2 separate regions of the Arachis hypogaea genome follow, and region 1 is linked to region 2. The links are chromatin contacts, called in public Hi-C maps. All regions are on one chromosome and are shown on one strand. The core of a region is the stretch at or near the end of the contact, and the rest is flanking DNA. Distances in the headings are between cores, read along the strand shown. Region 1 holds the start of LOC112720461 (protein REBELOTE). Region 2 holds the start of LOC112720456 (ankyrin repeat domain-containing protein EMB506, chloroplastic).

Region 1 (5,854 bases), core at 234-2,733, 300 kb after region 2:
CTGAGCTTCCTTGACTTGTATCTCCACCATCCATCATTATTCAACAACCATGCGAAGATGATTTTCAGATTCGAGATCTCTTAGACAAAGAGAAGAAAAGAACGAAGATGATCTCAAATTTAGGGATTTAAGGTTTTAAATTTCATGATGGGATTGATTTGAGCACAAACAATTAATTTAGAACACCATTTTTACATGTTGTAGTGTCTACGTCAAACTACTTATTAGGCAGCCAGTATGGCAGTTAACATCCCACATCAGCATCTCATTAATGTCAGTTTACTAAAGGACTAACGAGGAATAATATTTTGTAATTTTGGAAACTTATTTGGTAATTTTTTAAAGTCAAGAGTATAATTGAAGCACGATTAAAAATTCAGGGACCAAATATGACATTTCATCCGAAGGAATAAACCAAATATGTATTGACAAATGAAAAAGACAAAGTCTCACGTAAAAAAGATAAATTAATTAAGCTAATCATATATGTATGAAACTATGAATCGTTGCATGGCATGGGGAGGCAATGACTGGTGAGGATGCATAAATAGTGGCATCATGACAGCGATGAACTCCACTAATTGCAGACTATTTTTTAGAAGAATTGTATAGGATATGATATGAAAATGAATATTGTGTGATCCTAAACTTGTATGCGAATCTCAATTTAATCTCTAAAATTTTAATTGTCTCTATTTAATTTTTAAATTTGACAAACGTAACTAATGTTAGTCCATAAAATAATTTTTGCCACTTAGTTAACAGAATGCTAACGTAGACAGTCGAATACCATGCTAGACTCTATAAAATGATGTCAATTTAGTTTTGACACTTAAATAGCTCAAAAACAACATCGTAATAGTGTTTATTAAAACTTTTTCTCCCAAAATAAGTATAGAATATGGTTTTTGAACTATTGAGTGTCCAAACCAACTGCATCATTTTAAGGTTCAATGTGACATCTGACTGTATATCAGTAGTTCATTAATGTTTGTGTGTAGAAAATTATCTCAAAAACTAATGTAAATCATGTTTGTATAATTTGGAGACTAAACAGAGACAATTAAAATAATTTAAGGAGTAAATTAAAACTAATGCATAAGTTCAATAGTAAATAATAATAGGCCAATTCTATAGTGTCTATGAGTTTTTGTCTAAACTTTGCCTAACTTACTTTTTGTAGTAAGTTTTGATTTTTTAAAAATTATTTATTCTTATATCTTTTAAATTAAATAATAACTTTTAACCCTTTTTAGTAAATAGGCACCACTTTTTAGGCACTATAACATTCACCATAATAATATTGCAACTAAACTCGATATTACCCAATGTTTTGAAAATTGGACCGGACCGGCTAACTGTGAACCGGCAGTAATCGTGGTCCGGGTTGCTCCCTGAAACCGTTTCTCAAAAAACCGGAGAAGAATTACGGAACAGTGAACCGACCGGTTTAAAAGAAACGGGGTCGTTTTTTGGAAAATTTGGCTTATTTCCCTCTTGGTTCTGAAGCTCCTTCGTTTCTTTCTCCCTATCTCCCTCCCTTTATTTCATTCGCAGAAACTCAGCCAAAAAACCCTAGCACTGTAAGCCTACACCGCCGCAAGGAGTGGCATACTGCCGCCGTCCGTCCTTCTATCTAGCTTCCCTCGTGGTCCAAGTCTTCAACCCCTGTTCACTGTCACCGATCGCAGCTGCTTCCTCGAGCTCGGCGTCCGTCGTCTTTGTCTGCCCAGCCGCGCTTCCGCCGCCGTTTGTTTGCCGTTCACGTTCGCGTCTTCGTTCGCGTTCTTCGCCGTTCAAGTTTGCTCGGCGTTCACCGTTCGCATTCACTCGCCGTTCACCGTTCGGGTTCGCATTCGCGTTCGTCTGGAAGCCACGTTGCTCTGCTTCAAACTCTGCCCAACCCGCGCGCTCCACCTAGCCGTCGAACTGCTCTCTTTTGTCGCCGCTGTGAGTTCCCTAAACCCGCCACCAGACAATCCACTCACACAACACCAATACGCTGCTTCAAACTCTGCAACTTCTTATTTCTATTACAATAAGTAACTATTTGATTTGGTAGTGGTTTGGATTTTTTTCATAGACTGAATTAAAGTATACAATAGTTATGTTCTCTTCTCTATCACATTGAAATTAAGCTTTGAATTCTCTTATTTCGTTTTAAGTTTACCGCACTCAACATGTTTGATGAAATGCTTTAACCATATTTCGGGTTGGTTTATCATTTCTAGCTTTTAGAAACTTAGTAAGTTGATTGCATGTGAAATTAGAATATTTGGATCTTAGTAATTAGGAAATTTTAGCTGCACAAATAGCATCTTTGTAGAAAACATATTAGCATGATGATTCCACTTGCATTAGTGTTCTTCTGGTAAATTTTAACTGTAGTGTGAACTTGTTAATTTGCTAATTGTTCGTGTTGTTGTTCTGTTGTTCTTCTGTTATTTTATTTTTTTTTTGTTTTTGTTGTGATTCTCTGTTCTTGAACTTGTTAAGTTGATAATTTGCTAAATTGTTGGGCTGCTGTTGTTTAATTTGCTAAACTGTTAGGTTTCTACGATATAATTTGTTGGATTTTCTATTAAGGTCTTGTTCTTGTTTATTTGCTAAATTGTTGTTGTGTATTTATTGTTGTCTTTGAGATTCTTGCTGGATATTGGTGATCATTGATTTATTATATGCTTCATGTTTTCATTGTTTTCTTCTTCTGAAGGGAAAAAAAATTCTGTTTTCATTGTTTTGTTGATTGTTTGTTTTGTTTCAGAAATCAATTTTTTGTGATCAATGCTCAAACTCTAAATGCTGTTCTGCTGGTTTTGCTGTGTTTGTTTTGTTTCAGAAATCAATTTTTTGTTATCAATGCCCAAACTCTGAATGTTGTTCTTCTGTTTTTGTTTTGTTTCATAAATCAATATTTTGTGATCAATGCTCAAACTCTGAATGTTGTTTTGCTGTTTTTGTTTTGTTTCAGAAATCAATTTTTTGTGATCAATGCTCATACTCTGAATGTTGTTTTGTTTTGTTTTAAGGTTGTGTTTGGAAGAGGTGATTGATTTCTGAGTGTTGTTTTGTTTTTGTTTTAAAGCTGTGTATTGTGTTCAATTTTCATTTTGCAGGAAATTTTTTGAGGTATATAAGAATTAAGAAGAAAGACTATTTCAACGGTATTATTCTGTTTATTCTGGTCTGCTACAAGCTTGAACATAGAATTGAAGAGAGAAGCCCTTTATTATTTCATCATTGGCCTATTTTTGGCATTGCATATCATTGTAGTTTGTTTATTCATAGAACTAGTTGTTTATGCTCCCCTTTTGAAGTAAAAAAACACAGTAGAAGAGTGTTTAGATCCAGTTGCTTTATTCATTGAATTTTTATAGAATCAGGCGTTTATTATAAATCGGTTTTTCCAGTTGAACTATGGTTGAACCAATGTACTAGTGAACCAGTAACTAAAACAGTTCGATGACCGGTTCGGTTTTCAGAACCTTGATATTACCCCTTTTAGATAGAAATTCAGATGCAGTTAACTTCATGTAAAATTAATAGTTAAGAGTTGTTAAATGATAATTTAATCAAACCTGTCAAATTAATTCATAACTCTCAACTATAAACTTCACATAAAATTAATTTCATTTGAGTTTTCACTCTTTTTATTAAAAATAAATAAAAAATTAATATATTTTTTTAAAAATTCATCTGATGATTAGGGTTTTCTTTTTGCTGCATCCCGCCTACACTGATTCTACTATTCTATGATACAGCGCCACTTTCACCAATCACCACCGGAGAGACCAGACTGTCTTCTTCTTCCTTGCAGAGTGCCAGACTCAACAATAATTGCTAGCAGCTGCAGGCGCCACCCTGCCTCCAGGCTTCAGCCTCAGCTTCTCCTTGCCGCCGTCGCCGTCCTTGCCTCACCGGTCACCATTTTTCTGCCTCACGTCCTCCGCCAGCGCCCAGCCTCATCTCCTTCACCTCCTTCGCGGCCAGAATCTCCAGACTCCACGCCTCCGCTCCTCCTTGGTGAGTTTCTGTTATTTTAACTTTTCAATTTCAATTTTGGGCATTCATGTAAATCATCCGCTTATCTACTCTTGTTCTTCAATCTTCATAAATGTGTAATATTTGTATAAATATTTCATCACAGGCAGCTACTGATATTTTTTTTGTATTGCACTCATCACTCTAGGTATATTTTCTTTGATTAGTTACTGTGTGATCTTAATTTTTTTATCAATACTTGCTCTTCTTCATTTAATTTAATGGAAACTTTCTTCTATGATCATCATTACTTTCTCCAAACATGAGCATCCTATCAGAATAATCAAAACCCCCAGCAGCAGCAACAAGGATTGCCCGTGCAAAATATATTAGTAGTTGAACAGTCTTTTAGATGTTGAGAAAATTAACTTGATGAAATGACTATGGGTTCTGGATGCAATATTTATTGTTGCATATTTTTGTGGCTGAAATGTGTATTAACTTTGTATATGTTTATTTTGCATGCTGTATTTTGGCTGAAATGTGCCCCGTGGGTAGAATTAGGGTACAGAAGTTTGCTACCTGCGTAAGTAGCCGGGCGCATTCTATGTAGGGTTTGGTAGGGCAGGGCAGGGTGGGGTCGGGTAGCGTAAAAATCTGCTCCTATCCGTCCCATTGCCATCCCTATTTATAAGAGAACATGGTTTTAGTTTTAAAAAGGGAGACTCTGAAAATGGAATGTTATCAAATGTGGTGATAGATGTGTTGACGGTGGATATAGAAAGTGAGAATATAATTTGCTTAATCATCTTGTCTCTTAGCTGCAAGATATATAAAAATAAACCTCAGAATTTATTTTTCGATATTCTTTCTTTATCCTAAGTATAATGAATAGACATCAATCTAAGTCATTTTGCATTTTGTTATTATAAAGGACACTTAGAAATTTTTCTTGGTTAAATTGGTTGGACCTGTGAACCTCTGTTCCTGATAGCTTGATCGATTTGTTGTCCTCCAGTTTTCAGAACCTTGGTTTAGAATTTAGATCATCAATTGATTAATCTAAGTAGTTTTTACATGATTGTGTCAACGTGTCTAGGTCTCTGTTGATATTGTTACCAAATGGGAAAGCTAGGGAAGAAGGCAAGAAAATTCGCAAGAAAGAATCTGCAGTCAGTTTTGAGGAACAAAAGGAAGTTAAAATCCAAATTCAAAAGGAAAGCTTCAAAAAGTAAGGATTTTACCAATTACAATGCAGTTACTTGTGTTTACTATAGAACATGCTTTCCTGATGTCTTCACATGCTAATGACATTTGCCAAGATTGTGATTGTAATATATTTGTTTTATTGATTCATATTGTCTATAAAACAAAAAAAACCTGATTTGCATATAAAGTAGATTGATAAGTTGGTGTTGAAATATTTTGAGATGTAAACCTCTCTCCCCTCAACTGTTGTGAGACTCTTCCTGTACATGTTATTAATGAAATGTTCACCAAGTTGGAACTTGCAATAGTATACTACTTTGAGTACTTTATTCATTGTTGTACCAACTGCCATTGATAGATTAAGACAGTCCTCATGAGATATAGCCTTATGTCGCCTTCGATCCTACAAAATGTCATTGGTATTAATTCTTTTCTATGTAGCTTTCCCTATAGGTTCATCAAGTTGGAAGGAGTTGTATTTGAGGAATGGATTAGTAACTAGAAATAAGATTTACAGCTAAACATAACAAATGATCAAAAGACCGTACTCTTTTATCGGGGTTAGAAGACAAAGAAAGAAGCATATCAGGGAGATCCAAAAGTAGTATTAATTCAAAGGCCTCTCTCTATTATTTATATTAATAAAAAAGTGAATCTCCCTAGA
Region 2 (6,300 bases), core at 817-3,316:
CATTGATATTTTACTTAATTTGTTTGATTCTGCATACACATGCTCCGTAGGTTTCTTTTGTTATGTGGTTTGGATTAGATTTAGTTTAATTTTGCTTGAATTCAAGTTGGGTTTGCGTTACGCCATAAACATGGAGCACGGATGGTATTTTGGTCAACTTGTTAGTTGTTTCTTATCAACTAAGGTGGATGTTCATTTTACTTTGTATGCGGATAGTTCTTTTCAATAAGATGTGGATGTTTATTTGGGTCATACCATTTGGGTGAACAAAGCAAAGCGGCACACGATGGAAGTGGCGAAGACACGACGTAGCGGCGTGGAAGCAAGGACAGAGGTGCAGCGCTGGAGCAGCGGCAGGGCTTCGAAATGTGCAGAGCAGTGGTGCACGAAGGATGGAGAGAAGACGCGACTACACGGAGGTGACACATCAGCAATGGTGCGGCAACCGAGCAACGGGAGAACTACGATTCTCCTCGGCGAGCTAGCGATAACGGACGAGGGCAGCATTGGGAAGCTTCGTTTCCGACGATAGGGAAGGTGGCAGTGAGGTGATGCGGTGACAAAACAGGATTAACATTAGGGGCAGGTTAAAATAGGGTTTAGGTTAGGAAAGAAGGTAAAATGAAAAAGTAAAATTGGAAACACGATGGAGTAATTACATTGGATGTTGTTTTCATGTTTAGTGGGTGTAAGATGTATCTCATTGTTTACGTTGTTTACAATCCCTGTTGTCTATCTAGCGGAATTGTTTTCACAAATAGCTTTTCATGTATTAATTGGGCAACCAAGAGATTAAACTTCTATGTATGGGTGTTCAAGACTCGACTCGGTCCGAAATCCGACCCAGACCTAAGGCATATTTTGCCGTTTCTACTTGATGTTATTTTTGGGTCGGGTTCGGAATTATGTTTTGGATCGCCAGGTTTGGTCCAAAGTTATTTTTTACAATAATATATATATATATATATATATATATATATATATATATATATATTAGAGTAAAATTAATAATGTCATATTATATTTTTATATTTTAATTTATACTTTTTATATTATACGGTGTTATTTTTGTTTTAAAATAATTTATTTTGATATAAATATAATATAGTATTTGTTAAATTTAATTTTTAAAAATAAATTTTATTACTTTATTATATAAAATTTATAAATTTATATACTAATTTTACATTGGGTAGATTCCGATTTAATTTGATTTATTTCGGATCACTTTCATATCGAGTCAAAATAGATCTAGTAGCCTTAGGACCGAATCCAAATCTACTCGGTCTGGTCCGGTCCGGCCCAAGAACACAGTTATATAGTTGCATGAAAATTGGGACGCCGAATTGCTTTTGTCAAAATTTGAGGGTAATTTAGGATTTTAATAATAAAATCCTAATCCCCATTTTATGAGGGGAACCTATGATGCACGAACACTGATACAGATACGGGACATGATACGACACGGAACACGCGAAAACATGAATTTTAAAATCTTATAAGACACAGAGACACGGCATTTATATAAAACATAAAGTATTTTTTAGTTAAATTATAATGATATTTTGATATTAAAATATAAAATAATTTTTTAATTATTTTTAATATCTTTTTTAATTATTAAAAATATTAAAAATATTTTTTATTTTAATAAATAATAATAAATATTATTTCTAAACTCATTTCAAGAAGACATGTTAAGAATAAGGCTAGACAAGTGTGTTCGGGAAAGAATTTTTTATTTTTTATTAAGATACGGTTGGACACGGCAAACACGCGTGTCAAATGAGTATCGTATTCGAAATGTGTCCGACACGCGGACACGATAACTCAGCAAAGTGTATGTGCTTCGTAGATAAGAACACTATTCTCTCCAATGTTCTGGAAACGGAGCCAGACCAACCGGTTCGATCGGATTAATTGAGAATCGGTCACTTAGCCAATTTTATTAAGGTATAAAACCGCCTTGTAAAAGCCGGTCAGAGGACTGATCGAACCGGCGGTTAATCGGTGAACCTCGGGGATCGGCCGGGTTTTTTGCATGGTCTCCGGTTCGGTGCATCAATGAAAAACGACGGAAGAAGAACGAAGAAATACCCCATCCCCTTTCTCTCACTTCTGAAACCTAATCCTAAGCCCAGCCAGCCACCGTCACCGTCCCTCATCGCCGAACTCTTCTCCTCCGGTATAGGGTGCTGTCGCCGCCGGCCGGGACAAAGCGTGGGTGCCGTCTCACTCTTCTCATCGCAGAACACTTCGTAGTTCTCATCGCTCCTCTTCTCGTCGCCGTCGCACGAGGACGCGTTGATCCGGTGGCGTTGCCGTCGCGAAGGTTGATCGGTCAGTCATCGTCTTTTCGAGCTCTCTCTCTCTCTCTGTCTGAAGCCAGCATCCCTCCTCGAGCTGTCTGTTGCTCTGTGTCCGTGCTCACTTTCCTTTCTCCGTTGCCGTCACTTCCCACTCATCGCCGTCACTTGCCTTCCTCCTTCACCGGCAGTAAGCACTGCTGCTTCAATTTATTTTTGCTTGTTTTGTATTTTGTTTGGTTTTCCGATTTCTGATTGAGTTTGTTAATTTCCTTATTTTGCGTTACTGAATTTCTGAGTTTGTAAGCCTCCATTCCTCCACTGCTTCTTCAGTTTCATTTTTGGGAGTTAATTGCTGTCTTTCTGGGTTAATTGTTGTTTTCAGAGTTAATTTTCTTCGTTGTTCATTGTTATTAACAGGGCTGGATTGTTGTTATTTTGTTAATTATTGTTGATTATTGATAAATTTCTGAGTTATTTTTGTGCTATTGTTCTAATTCTGAGTTAATTTATTAGTTGTTGGCTTGTTCGTGAGTAAAATTAGTTAAACTTAAAAACTTGTTTGTTATTGTTGTTTCTTCTGGTGGCGGATAAGTGTTATCCTTTATGTGCTTCACTGCATTGTTAAGTTTTGTTATATTGATTCTGATTTCTGAGTTGTTGGTTACTGATTTTTCTGATTCTGACTTGTTGATGGTGCTTTGCTCGGAGTGAGTGTGTCAATATGTAATTGAGATACTTGTGCTCTTCAATTGGATCCGGCTCTGATTGATGCTGGAAGAAGAGTTTTCAGTTGAAATCCCGGATGAGAAAACTGATAAGCTTGTTTGCTGCGCCAATATTGCGAAATACATAGCCTCATCTAAAGCCAACCAGAAAATTGTTGAAAAGCCCTGGAATTTCACTCTGTTATTTTCTTGGGGATGTGGCATTCTAAGTTATATGAACCTGTGTTAAGTTTGCTTAGTAGCATATATGACTTGATGTTAGTTTCCTTAATAGTGTACTTTATATGGTAATGCCTTAATTAGTCTGAAGAATACCAAATAATTGATCTTAGCTAATATTGAACACTTGTGTTAGTTTACTTTGTGATGAGGAGCATATATGTGCATTTTGATTTTTTTTTAATTATAAACTTTGATGTTTGAAGTTGTTTGTGAACTTCTAATGATAAATTATAGATAATTTATTATGTGAAATTGTGAAATTTTGAATTTTATTAGTTTACAATTCATTGAATTTAAATATTTGAAATTATATAAAATTTTTAATAATTTTATTTTATATTTAATTAAACCGGTTGAACTCCGGTTGAACTACTAAACCATTGAACCAGTCACTCCACTAGTTCATTGACCGGTTCGGTTCTCACAACCTTGATTCTCTCTCACTCTCGTTCTATCTGCTTTCTAGCTTTTGCTCGCGGAAGCACTAACGGCTTCTGGCCACAGCATCGCCGGAGGTGATCCTCTTCCTCCGCTCTTGGTTTGTCTTCCAACTTTTATCATTTTGTTCGATAAATGTTTTATCTTTTTTTCTTTTCTGTGTTCATCGTTCTTTCTTCTTTTGATTGATGAACCACTCCTTCTTCTTCTTAACCTTTGTTAAAGTTTTAATTTTACCCTCGAAGTTTAAACTGTTTCAATTTCTTTTGAGCAATCCTTCAAATTGATTCTTGAGTTCTCTATATGATACACATTTCTAGTTTCGATGGCAACTAATGGCGATATAGGCAGAATATTAGGCACTGGTGGGATTCTACGCTGCATGATATTATTGGAGTTCAAGAATGCATATCTAAGCTAAGCAGGATTTGACATGAATTAAAAGATATTATGGATGGGTTCAAAAGATAGACACATGTATGCGTAACATGTTTATGATGTTGGTAGGATTTGTTCTCTGTACTTTCTTGAATCATGTGTAGCTATAGAAGAGTAGTTCTTTTATGCTAAAATTTAAAATATTTTCCAACTAATATGGTATTTTAGATATGCTTCTTGTGCATTTCTTGATAATTCAAGTTTGTATCGTCAGTGAACTATATAATTGATCAGTGACAACTGTTGAGTGAAAGAAATAAAGTGAAAGGCATATGAAACTTTCTCCAAATCCTAAATTTACTGAAAAACATATTTCTAAAGTGGAATGAATTTATCAAACTTTACTATGAGATTTCTTAATAGCAACCAACTATCACAACTCACAAGCACATGAATTTCTTCTCTACATATCCCCAATAGAACTCAGTCAATAGACCGCATATCATTAGTCTTTCAGTTTAGCTCTAACTTTCTGGGCATAAATCTTGGGGCTTCCTTTATTCTCATTTGATAATTAATCTTGAACCCAAACTCAGAGCATCAGGGAGAAAGTCTTTTGTAACTGGTCATGATGCTATGTAATCGATAAGCATAATTCCCATCAAGAAAATCACATAACAAACCTTGAAAGCTATGTTTCCTACCACTACTTGAATTTCCATTTGTTCTGCTCAGTGATAAAGTCACTAAATCACTCAGGGTGCATTTGAAAGAGAGACTGAGAGACAGAGATGGGGAGACAGAAACTGAGAGACAGAGACTTAATTAAGTTTTTGTATTGTGTTTGGTTTAAAGTGTATAAGACTGAGTTATGTTTTAGTATCCTATTTGGTTTAAGATATATATGGAGAGAGAAGTCCTAATTTGTTTTAAAAAACGGGTAGAATACTAGAATTAGGATTTAAAAAATTAAATGAGTATTTTAAAAAAAAAAGGTGTTATTAAAGTTTCACTTCCCATCCCCAAAGTTCTCTATGTCCCTAGTTTCTGGAGCTACTGAAAGGACTGAAATTTTGTGTCCTACGATGAAATTTTAGTTCCAGTGTTCGGCTACCAAATATGATATTGAGTCCAGTCTCCCAGTCTTAATCTCAGTCTCTGCAAACAAACACAGCCTTAGTGACTTGACTAGAAGCAATATCAGAGGTAACAGAGAAGGGTTGTGCACCGCTGCGGCGCTGCCGGAAGAGAAGGAAGGTGAAGGCCCAAAGAGCCTGACATCATTGTTGGGAAGAGTAGCCATAGCAGAAGGAGCTGAATTTCTGGAAAGAAATGGATATAATGAAAAGGGATAAACATGCTTATACATTCAGATAAACAGGCTGGTCCACATATGCTGATGTGGCACAAAATGATGGGAGAGAGCAAGACCTTTTTTCCCCCCTCTGAGAGCAACTTAGAAATTCTCTTATGTACATGTATGTATGCAACTTGTTTGATTTGTTTTTGTTTCTGCTGCTTTTTCCTTCTTTTCAGGAAAAACCAAAATGGGCTCTGTGGCTACACCACTTCTGACTATTCAATTTCCTGCTGCTATTACGGAAACCATCAGGAACTCCAAATTGGGTGCAAGTTTCAATAAAATCTGTAGAAGTACAGGAAAAGGAATACTCAGTTTCTCTTTTGCTGGTGGCAACCACATCGTTGGGGTTAACTTTGCAATCAAAGCAGGCAAAGGAGTATCAAATTTGAAAACTGGGCAACAAGAAGGAACTTGGGAGGAACCAGATATTGACAGTGACAGTGAATCTGATGGTGAAGATGAGGAAGCTGAGGATGAGAACCTTGGATTTGAAAGCGATTGGGAGGGGGAAGAAACAAAGACTTCAGCTACTACTGTTGCAAATATAAATTCAACTGACACAAACGAGGAACACGTTAAGAGAGGTACTCCTTTTTTGATAATTAGGTCCTAGCGTAATGTTAAAGTTCAACAGTTCACCACAAAGTTGAAAATTATATTTGACTCTAGCCTTTGTATATAACTTAAAGGGCCAATTTTCTTCTTGTTTCTCTCCTTTTATATATTTACCTTTATACAAATTGTTACCATAAGAACTTTAAGTGTAAATGTAGCTGACACTGCCTAGTGGAACAAAACTTTGTTGTTGTTATACATTTTCTTAACCATAAAAAAAGACAACAAACAAAAATTTATTTTTGTAGCT

Evidence for each region. Hi-C and Micro-C count contacts between places; a contact is called where the count stands out from the background.
Region 1: a Hi-C map of leaf shows a contact between it and region 2, with 2.5 times the contacts expected there. The contact joins the promoter of LOC112720461 here to the promoter of LOC112720456 in region 2. A contact is called at or near these places in 2 of 8 Hi-C or Micro-C datasets (both in leaf).

What each region holds. Positions count from the first base shown.
Region 1 is chr11:18,448,404-18,454,257 of arahy.Tifrunner.gnm2.J5K5, forward strand. It overlaps LOC112720461 (protein REBELOTE), which reads left to right and starts at 1,484. Exons shown (of 16, transcript XM_072206553.1): 1 at 1,484-1,950; 2 at 3,117-3,164; 3 at 3,762-4,023; 4 at 5,081-5,212. The coding sequence starts at 5,104.
Region 2 is chr11:18,144,166-18,150,465 of arahy.Tifrunner.gnm2.J5K5, forward strand. It overlaps LOC112720456 (ankyrin repeat domain-containing protein EMB506, chloroplastic), which reads left to right and starts at 2,067. Exons shown (of 8, transcript XM_072206538.1): 1 at 2,067-2,496; 2 at 5,609-6,019. The coding sequence starts at 5,620.